Linked DNA regions of Pan troglodytes: regions 2 and 3 are each linked to region 1. Evidence: chromatin contacts called from public Hi-C and capture Hi-C data. All regions are on one chromosome and are shown on one strand. Each heading gives the region's core, a stretch centred on a gene start, on an enhancer-like site or on the middle of the called end of the contact. The rest is flanking DNA. Distances are from core to core; before and after follow the strand shown.

Region 1 (3,407 bases), core at 86-2,585:
TCTGAGAGCAAGGCATCAGATGGTGGTCTCATAATTCCTGACAAGGTCTGGGCTGTACCTGATAGTCTAAAGGCAGATGCTGTTGTGCCTGAATTGGCCCCCTCTGAAATAGCAGCATTGGCTCACAGTCCAGAGGATGCTGACTCAGCCCTTGCTAATAGCAGAGAAAGCCATAAAGGCGAAGAGCCCACCATCAGTGTACACTGGAGAAGTCTTTCTTCCCGGGGTTTCAGCCAACCCAGACTCCTGGAGTCATCCGTGGACCCTGTAGATGAAAAGGAGTTATCTGTCACAGATTCACTGTCAGCGGCTTCTGAAACTGGAGGGAAGGAAAATGTTAACAATGTGAGTCAAGACCAGGAGGAAAAACAACTCAAGATGGATCACACTGCCTTCTTTAAAAAGTTTCTGACCTGCCCTAAAATCCTAGAGTCCTCTGTAGATCCCATTGATGAGATAAGTGTGACAGAGTACACCAGGGCTGGAAAACCAGAGCCCTCTGAAACCACACCACAGGGCGCCAGAGAAGGGGGTCAATCAAATGACGGAAACATGGGCCACGAAGCGGAAATCCAGCCGGCCATTTTGCAAGTTCCATGTCTCCAGGGAACCATTCTGAGTGAAAATAGAATCAGCAGAAGCCAAGAAGGCAGTATGAAGCAGGAGGCTGAACAAATTCAACCTGAGGAGGCAAAAACTGCCATTTGGCAAGTCCTGCAACCCAGCGAAGGCGGTCAAAGAATTCCAAGTGGATGTAGCATAGGCCAAATACAAGAAAGCAGTGATGGGAGCTTAGGGGAGGCTGAGCAAAGCAAAAAGGACAAAGCAGAATTGATTTCCCCCACTTCACCTCTTTCTAGCTGTCTTCCAATAATGACTCATGCTTCTCTTGGGGTTGACACGCACAACTCCACAGGCCAAATTCATGACGTCCCTGAAAATGACATAGTTGAGCCCAGAAAGCGTCAGTATGTGTTTCCTGTTTCACAGAAAAGGGGAACTATTGAGAATGAGCGTGGGAAACCTTTGCCCTCTTCTCCTGATCTTACCAGGTTCCCTTGTACTTCATCTCCTGAAGGAAATGTCACAGACTTTTTGATAAGCCACAAAATGGAGGAACCTAAAATAGAGGTGCTTCAAATTGGGGAAACCAAACCCCCAAGCTCATCTAGCTCCTCAGCGAAGAGCTTGGCATTTATTTCAGGAGAACGTGAGTTAGAGAAAGCCCCTAAGTTACTGCAGGATCCATGTCAAAAGGGCACCCTCGGCTGTGTGAAAAAGTCCAGGGAGAGAGAGAAGTCCCTGGAAGCCCGAGCAGGCAAATCGCCAGGGGCCCTCACAGCAGTGATGGGGTCAGAGGAGGTCAAGAGGAAGCCAGAAGCCCCAGGCAGTGGACATTTAGCTGAGGGAGTAAAGAAGAAAATTTTGTCCAGGGTGGCAGCCCTGAGGCTGAAACTGGAAGAAAAGGAAAATATCAGAAAGAACTCAGCCTTTCTTAAAAAGATGCCCAAACTCGAAACATCATTATCACACACAGAAGAGAAACAAGACCCAAAAAAGCCATCTTGCAAAAGAGAAGGAAGAGGTGAGGCTCTGTTGCTGTCCATCATTGTTAAAGTTTGGGCTTGTAGACCAGGTATCCAGTTCCTGTGTCCTCGAGGGTCCTTTGCAATTAAGGCCAGTGTCCCCCAGGTGGGCATTGATGCTATGGTTGTGGCCAAGTGGCTTCAGCATGTGGCATCAGAATCACCTGGAGGGCTTGTTAAAACCCAGATTGCTCCCCTCCCCCTGTGTGTGAAATTTGCACTTCTAACAAGTTCCCAGGTGATCTATCGGGAGAACCACAACTGAGAACCATTGATAAAGGCCGCCTGTAGGCATGTCTGTTGGAGGGGAATGTGATGAAGGTGCTTTTCCGTTTAATTATCCTCTTTTACAAAATCTATTTAAAAATATAAACAGAAGCATTAATCAATGTAGCTAATTAGTATAATGAAATAGACCATGCACTAAGCAGGATTTGTGGAAATGAATATTTTGGTACAAATTGGGATTCTCCTCTTTAATCACTGATTTTTCATTAAAAATAACTTCCTTGAACCTTGGTTTTTCTTCCAAATTTGAGTGTAACATTTCTTTTCAACTCACCCTTCCCATTTATCTAAATCTAAAGTCCTCTGAGGTCTCTGTTCTAGGTTTCAGACCACTCGAGCCTCAAAAGTCCTTGATCAACCTCTACCTATGATGCTGTTAAAAAAAAAAAAAGTCCTGAAATTGCAGTTAATTCTACTTTGTCTAAGGAATCATTTCAGTCCCAAATTCCATGTATAGACCAAATTTTAGCCTGTTTTATTTCAGAGCTCTTCTTCCCTCCCCACACACCCTGGTAGAAGTCAGAAGAGAAAATATTGCAGCAAGCTACAGTGGCCTGTGTGCTCTGGAGCGAAAAGCTATGGATGGCTGTTTGATCAGAAGGGAAGAATTTTCTCCTCTCTTAACCTGAGTCCTTAGACTTTGAGGCTGGCGTTTGTTATTCCCATCCCATCAAATGGGTCCTAACCCCTGTTGCAGAAAGGTTTAAAGACAAAACTGCCTTCTGAAGAGTTTGGAAGTATCCCATCAGTTTATTAGCATCTATATTTTAAAGCATATTTAAAGAGAATGGCTCGGCATTGTGGCTCACACCTGTAATCCCAGCAATTTGGGAGGCCGAGGTAGGAGGATTGCTTAAGCCCAGGAGTTTGAGACCAGCCTGAGCAACATGGCGAAACCCCATCTCTACGAAAAATACAAAAAATTAGCTGGGTATGGTGGCGCACGTCTGTAGTCCCAGCTACTCTGCGGCTGAGGAAGGAGAATCACCTGACCCCAGAAAGTCGAGGCTACAGTGAGCTGTGATCACACCACCACACTCCACCTGCACTCCAGCCTGGGCAACAGAGCGAGACCCTGTCTCAAAAAAAAAAAAATTAAATAGAATGAAGCAATGTTTCAAAAGCTCTCAAAATTGGTTTCAGCCCAGAGGCTGAATAGATTGCCTCTGGGGACCAGCCTCAACCCCCTTGTTTGGGGATGGGGGTTCCTTTGCAGGTAAAGGTAGACAAGCAAAACAACCTTTTTGGAACTCTTGCCCGTGACTTTTCAAGTTACCCATGGGTAAGAGGACTGTCCAGATAGGCAGTGTTGAAATCAATCGCCGTCAAAGACTTTGATTTCAGCTGCAGCACAACCTCACCATTGCATTAAAGGCTGCAAAGACCAAGCATGCCGCCTTCTGGGAGCCACTGGTCTGAGCAAAGCAGGTAGATGCGAGAGCAGCCAGCCTTGTCCTGAGAGGGCCCTGCCGGAGACTACGGGGTAGAGACAACCAAAGACTTTTCCAGGCCAGACCACTGAAGGGTTGTTAC
Region 2 (3,471 bases), core at 833-3,332, 140 kb before region 1:
AATCCCAGTACTTTGGAAGACTGAGGCGGCTGGATCACCTTAGGTCAAGACCAGCCTGGCTAACACAGCAAAACCCCCGTCTTTACTAAAAATACAAAAAAATTAGCGGGCTGTAGTGGCGCACGCCTGTAATCCCAGCTACTCAGGAGGCTGAGGCAGGAGAATTGCTTGAACCTGGGAGGTGGAGGTTGTAGTGAGCCACGATCACACCACTGCACTCCAGCCTGGGCGAAAGAGCAAGACTCCATCTTGGAAAAAAAAAAGATAATGCAAAAATAAGACGAATAAAGAAGAAGAATGAAGCAGCAGCAGCAGCATGTAAACATTTAGTACATTTTATGGTACATACCATGTCCTCAATAAAAGATAAAAATCCATTATCATTCATACCCAACACAGCATTTAATATGTTATTGTAAAGGTCCCCAAATAATAGTCCATTCCTGGATAAACCCTTATGATTAGGAATTGAATATTTGTTAGTTTTTTATCTTCTAAAATTTCTAGCAAATAATAAGCACTTAATAAATACCATTTTGAATGAATGACTTTCCTCTCATCAAGTATTTACTAACCTCTACACATAACAGAATATTAAGAGACAGTTTCTGTTCTTAAGGCATTTATAAAGATGTGTACAAATAATTATACTGTAAGACAAATCTTTGTCATTTGAGAAGTTCAAAAAACTGCTAAGGGGTTCAAAGGCAGGCCAAAGTTACAACAATGGTATAAAGTAATGGTTCTAAGTGGGGTCTGGGAACCCCTAGTGCAGTTCCTGAGACCCTTTCGCGGGGTCCACAAGGTCATAAAGATTTTTCATAATAATATTGAGACTTTATTTAGCTTTTTCATTCATTCTTTCAGGAGTGGACACTGCAGTTTCCAGCGTTCTGTGACCTGTAATAGTGCGACAGACTGAATGCAGAAGCACATAAACGAATCCAGCTCTGTGATTAAGCCAAGACATTAAAGAGATCTTCAAAATGAAAACCAATGCCACTTCTCTAATAGACTTTTTTGTTTTGGAAAATTTGTTTTTCCACGAAAGTATTATTTCTGTTACCATATAATGGGTTATTCTTTTTAAATAAATTAATATTTTTTAAATGTCTTAGCTTTAATTTCAAAGGTGGTAAATATCAGTATGTATTACATGTATGTATTATCTCTAACCCACATAAGAGCTCTCTGGGGTCCTCAATAATTCTTAAGAGGGTAAAGGAGTCTCGAGACCAAAACTTCAGGAACCCTAATACAGCCATTCCAAACCTAACAAGGAAAATAGTTTTACTTCGAGTTTCATGTTCATGGTGAAGTCAAGAAGAGAACGTGGTAACCTGGTTTGATGGAGGGAGATGATGAGTTCGGCGTCAGTCTTTCCCAACACCTTGCAAAATGTTCATGAATTCCTGCACCCCACCCTCTGCATTCATCACCTCGCCTGCGCTTCTTCCCAGCCTTCCTTAGGTCTCCCAGAGCAGTGTCCACATCCCTTTCTTTTGCATTTTAAGTCCTCTGGATGACTGCCCCATCCTAGGGGTCCCCTGACAGCTTTCCTTCTCTCACTATCCTCCGGGGTCAACCTCGACTTCTCCCTTTCACCAGGGGCGGGGGTGGGAACAGGGAGCGAGGCAGCCGCTGGGCCACTTTTGCCTCCACCCTCCAGAGCCCTGGGCCCCGCTCTCAAACCCCAGGCGTTCCGGGGAGCTGCTGGGTTCCGCTCCGCCTCAATGACCGAAGTCCTCCCCACCTCCGCTCACTCACGCCGGCGGCCCCCGCCGCGCTCAGCCCCACCGACAGCGCCCCCACCTCCCCACCGCAGCCCACCCCGCTCGACCCGCGCGCCCGGCCTGCCGCGGCCCCGAGCTCACCTGAGGCGGAGGCGCCCGCGACTCCCCGCCAGCTCCGCCAGTCTCCTCCAGCCCCGGCCCTCGGGCGCCTGATCCAGGCGCTCGCTGAGCCTCCGCAGCAGCGGCTCCCGCAGGCGGTTGAGGGTCGCGCCGGCCGGAGGGGCGAGCAGCGGCCCCGTGGGGGCGGCCGAGGGCGGCAGGGCCTGTAGCGGGTCCCCCAACAGCGACATGGCCCTCGCCGGCGACCCCGGACTGCCGGGGCTCCCGCCCGCCCCGTCACGGGCCTCGGCCCCGGGGCACCTTCCGCTCGCCTCCGAGCCGCGGAGGCAGGGGCGGAAGAACAAATCTGGCAGCGCGGCACGGCCCTCAGAGGAGGAAGCTCCGCTCCCCGCCCCAATTAGACAGGTTTGCCGAGGGGAGCCTGGCCGGCTGGCCGCGCCAGCCGCGCAAAGGGGCGGGGCACCCGGGGGGCGGGGCACGGAGCCTCGAGGGGCGGGACCTTGGGCCTCGAGGGGCGGGGCGGGGCTGCCTACTGTGTGCGTGCGGCTGCGCGCCTCCCTCGCCCTCCCCCGCGTTCCCGGGCTGGCCGTGGCGCGCGCTTCAAACCCGGCCCTCCGGAGCAGGAAAGGACGGGTGGGTGCAGCTGGAGGAGGAAGCGGTGGAGGAATTACGCCCCGGCAGCTCCTCTACGGCGGGGAAGCCTGCGGCGTCTGGGCTTCCTGAGACCGTGGGAGGAGGCCTGCGTACTCACGCCAGAGAGCGGGGCAAGCGGTTCTCAGTCGCCGGCTCCCGCCCGCAGTCCCCGGCGGGCGCTCTCCCCTGACTCAGGGACTTTCATGTGCCCGGCGACACACCAGCATCCTGCAGTGGGCAACCTCAGCGGACGCTTCCTCGTTTTAGGGTTAGATGTGTATGGCATTGCTAGAGGGAAGAAGTGCTGGAGATCCGGATACTTGAGTTGGAATTGGCCAAAATCTTTGCCTAGACTTTTAAACAATTACTACTTTGCAAACTGAGCTGTGGCATATTTAGGGCTAATCAGATCTTGGAAATGATTGTTTTTAGCAGGAATCATCTGGTTTACACCGCGTCAGACTGCCGCCCGCAATCTCCGTCATCAAAGCAGGCAACCCTGTAGAGGATGCCTTTCCCTGGAATGATCCGGAATGGACGACACCTGAGCTCTCTCTGCCAATCTTAGCAACATCCAAGGCCATTATCCCTTTGAAAACTATGGCTTCGTTTGGGACAAAAAGGAAGTAACTTACGAAATGTGACCAGTCAGGTAGTTCCCTACACGAGGCTTCCTGGCCCAATTTCTGTTGCCATTAGCTTTTCATCACCCAAGGCCGCAGGATTTTCTGACCAATAATTTGGATACCTATATTCTTATACATGTTGGCGAGGTAGGTGCGCCATACAGTCTCCACCACATTCTAGCACAAGCAGTCATTAAACTTCACTCTAGCATAAGTTAAGAATTCAGACTGCAGTGAGATGGCTAAGAGCATGAAAGATCTGATCGATTCAAGTGTTAGGAGCTTGAATAAGTTTCTTAATTTCTCTGCCTCATCTATTAACACAGGACTGACAATGCAGTTTATATACAGTTGTTGCC
Region 3 (3,244 bases), core at 418-2,917, 220 kb before region 1:
CACAGCCCCGAAAGGAGAGGGACTTGGAGAAACCCAATGCTGGCTGGGGTGGCAGACTTGCCCCTGAAGCCTTTGGGTTGGACCCAGCTTTGTGGCAGCTTCCCCGCCCATCTTCCCAGGCTTAGCTCCCACGTGCCCTCTGCCCTCTAGTCTCGTCTATTGCTCTGCCCCTAGTGCTGGCCCCAGAGGTCCCCAGCCTTCCTGCTGAAGTGCCTCGGCTCCTGAGGAATGGAGTCCAAGCTTCCTCACATTCAGCCAGCAGCACTGGCCTGGGGCATGGATCACATACCCTTTGGGGAGCGGGTGAGTCCTCCAGGACTAGGTCCCGCACTGCTCCACTGTCCTCTCACAGCCCCACTTGGATTATCTATTTGGAGATGGGCTCAGGAAGTCTCAGCTCTAGGCTTGCTGGTGACCCCAGGCCCTGTGGCATCTGGTCAGGAAGCTTCTGTGCAGTGTAGGCCAATAGCCAGCCTCCCTTTTAAGTGGCATTTTGAAAGCCAGCTGCTCCCATTGGCTCACCTGAAGACATCCCTTCTCCTGCCTCTCCTCAGCAGGGGCCTGCCTACAGGGTAGCTCAGCCGAGCAGAGCATCATGGAATGGTCTTCCTTATCCTCCTTCTCGACATCATTTGGTGACGTTCTTTTCAGTCTACAGGCAGAATCAATCCTATCTAATAATGGTTGTGGTTTCCACAGCCCTCAGCCCTCCACTCTCTGTTGGCCAGTCTAGCTTGGACCTTGGTGGCCAGTGTTGGCCACATGCTGCCAACAAGGGGCCAGGACACGAAAATGCCAGAAAAGGTAATTTTGCGAGTCACACCGTGGGTCAGGCCTGAGTGTGAAGTCAGCTTACATAGCTAGAATGGCTCCAAGGCAAGTCTGCGAGCTGAGTAAATGAATTACTGTAGCTAAAGCAAACTGTCAGAAAGCACCTCGGGCAGCAGACATTGGCAGGGTCCTGTAAGTGCTGTCCAGGACAGAGAGACTCACTCTTAGCTTGGAAGCATTCAGCCTCACTGGCAAGGTTGGCCAATGAGAGGGACATTTGGCTCATCTTAGCCTGCTGTCATTAACCATCAGGTTCATCTAGACGATCCCCTCCCCGCCCCACCCCGTGTTCCTTTTGTGCTCATAAAGCCTTGGGCTATGATGTGGCTTTCTGCACGTATACTTCCAGGAAGAGCGTGTCTCAGCATGCCAACCCTGTGTACCCCCTATCTGACCTTCCCCCAACAAGCACACTTCTCCCTTGCAGGTGAGAGTGCCACTGCACACCTTGAAACTGTATCCCCCACAAAGCTATAACTGGGCCAGGTGATGCCAAAGTACAAAACCAGGTTTTCAGACACTTAATACCTAGTTAGCAATAACAACTGATTCCAATGGGAAGATACCACATGGTGCTTCGCCTTGTTAATAACACCTGCTAGCAAGCCACATCTTGAATGACAAAGCTGATTTGGGGGCCAAGTTTGGTGCTGTTTGCTCCAGGGGCCCGAACTGCAGGTCAGGACCTGCTCATATGGCCTTTCCCTGTCACCAGCAGCTCACACTGGCTGACAGTGTGGAGTCCAGTGGCCTGGACTCCCTCCAGGCCAGACGCCTCCAGCCCTCACTGTGCAGTCAGGAAGCTTTTCTTCCCCTTTTCTAAGGGCTGCGGTCTCCCAAAGGCGCCCAGCTGGTGTGGGGTACGGCTGTGTGGGGGGAGAATCTCAAAGCAAACGGCGGGGTTTAACGCAGACCAAAGCTTACCTGGAAAGGCAATGTGGAAAACAGTGGGGAACCCCAAGGCTGCCGCTCCAACAAGGGGCTACTCTGACGTTTGAAAACCACTAGACAAAGATGTGAGGTCAACTGTCTGACCAGGAGATTGGGAAGGAAACAAAGCCGCTTACCCAAGTTGGAGCATAACATAAAGAATGCTGAGGTTAGATGGCAATGTAGGAACCCACATCTGGCAAGAATAGATGTTTATGTCATAAACACAGACTATAAAAACTGTCAGCCTTTGAGGGAGTCACTGTCTTTGTAATGTAGAAATAACCAGTCTGTACAGACTTCGAAGTGGTAAAACTAAAGCTTAGGAAAATATTTTTAAAATATTAACAATTTCCCTAGCAGAACAGCCTGCTGTATTGAGCATAATGTAGCAACATTAACTTCAGGTCAAATCCTTTGGAAATGTTTTCAATGTGACCTAAAAGTATATTTAGAGATGTACTTCTGCTCCTATAATGTTTCAGTATTTTAAAAGTGTTTTTCATGGAAGAATGAAATATTAAGACACTGTTGTGTACTTTTCCTGTTATGGTATAAGCAGCAGCAGTACTGTGGACAAAACACCCCGCTCTGGTCTGGGTCTGAATCATCCTGGCTCTGCCCTTACTAGCTGGGTTATCCTGGAGGGTATAGTAACACCTCTGGTTAGCCTAACAATCAGTTCATCTATAAACTGCAAGGCTGTTTTAAATAAGACTGTGTGTAAAATGTTTAAACCTAGCACACAGAAAGGCATTCCATCTGCTACCCTGGTGCCTAATTAGCAACTTATTAATGTAGAAATACTCATCCAATCATTTTTAGTATCTAAAATGCTATTTATCAACTAAACTCAAGCATGATGAAAAAAAGTGGGAATTCAGATTTAGAGGCAGAATCAGCTTTACTAATTTTGTAACAGAATAAGCACTCTGTAATGACACTGTACTTCTAAACTGAAGACTCCTTACGAAAAGTTAAAAATGTGTTCTTAAAACAAATGTATTGAAGCTGAGCATATTTACATTACACAATTGTGCATATCTGTATATTAAAATTATACAGTCATTGTTCACTGTGTAAAATCTGCAAGATACAGGTAAACAAGCAAAGAAAAATTATCCCACCAGAGATAAATGCTGTTAATCTTTTAGTAAATTACCTTTAGAGCTGTTTTGCGGGATAGATACATAACACAAACTGGTGGCATTAAATCTGCATGCTTTTTGAAAAGTGATTCTGGAGTGAATAAAAATTGCAACTTTAGAAGATATACACTGCCGGCCGGGCATGGTGGCTCACGCCTGTAATCCCAGCACTTTGGGAGGCCGAGGCAGGCAGATCACTTGAGGTCAGGAGTTTGAGACCAGCCTGGCCAACACAGTGAAAACCCATTTTAGTAGATACTACTAAAACTACAAAAATTAGCTGGGCGTGGTGGTGTGTGCCTGTAATGCCAGCTATGCAGGGGGCTGAGGCACGA

Evidence for each region. Hi-C and Micro-C count contacts between places; a contact is called where the count stands out from the background. Capture Hi-C pulls out chosen DNA fragments and counts their contacts.
Region 2: a contact with region 1 is called in a Hi-C map of stem cell-derived neural progenitor cells, with 3 times the contacts expected there. The contact joins the promoter of MALT1-AS1 here to the enhancer-like site in region 1. A contact is called at or near these places in 2 of 7 Hi-C or Micro-C datasets (induced pluripotent stem cells and stem cell-derived neural progenitor cells) and 1 of 1 datasets of contacts at active chromatin or transcription factors (stem cell-derived excitatory neurons).
Region 3: a contact with region 1 is called in a capture Hi-C map of stem cell-derived neural stem cells, with 5 times the contacts expected there. The contact joins two enhancer-like sites. A contact is called at or near these places in 5 of 7 Hi-C or Micro-C datasets (induced pluripotent stem cells, a lymphoblastoid cell line, lymphocytes and 1 more) and 1 of 1 other capture datasets (stem cell-derived neural stem cells).

Annotation. Positions count from the first base shown.
Region 1 is chr17:68,598,714-68,602,120 of NHGRI_mPanTro3-v2.0_pri, reverse strand. ALPK2 (alpha kinase 2) reads left to right here. Exons shown (of 13, transcript XM_016933807.4): 5 at 1-1,585. Among named protein-coding and RNA genes, the nearest start is that of MIR122, 84 kb to the right of the region's middle. Within about 2 kb of position 1,335, at least 3 of the 24 cell types and tissues checked have an H3K27ac peak or open chromatin away from gene starts, as enhancers often do. A contact at or near this core is called in a lymphoblastoid cell line, stem cell-derived neural progenitor cells and stem cell-derived neural stem cells, where this site is marked.
Region 2 is chr17:68,734,785-68,738,255 of NHGRI_mPanTro3-v2.0_pri, reverse strand. It overlaps MALT1-AS1 (MALT1 antisense RNA 1), which reads left to right and starts at 2,082. Exons shown (of 2, transcript XM_009434076.3): 1 at 2,082-2,258; 2 at 2,919-3,471. The coding sequence starts at 2,082. The coding sequence ends at 3,116. MALT1 (MALT1 paracaspase) reads right to left here and starts at 2,083. Exons shown (of 17, transcript XM_523938.9): 1 at 1,875-2,083. The coding sequence starts at 2,083.
Region 3 is chr17:68,818,239-68,821,482 of NHGRI_mPanTro3-v2.0_pri, reverse strand. No RefSeq gene overlaps it. Among named protein-coding and RNA genes, the nearest start is that of MALT1-AS1, 84 kb to the right of the region's middle. Within about 2 kb of position 1,667, at least 3 of the 24 cell types and tissues checked have an H3K27ac peak or open chromatin away from gene starts, as enhancers often do. A contact at or near this core is called in a lymphoblastoid cell line and stem cell-derived neural stem cells, where this site is marked.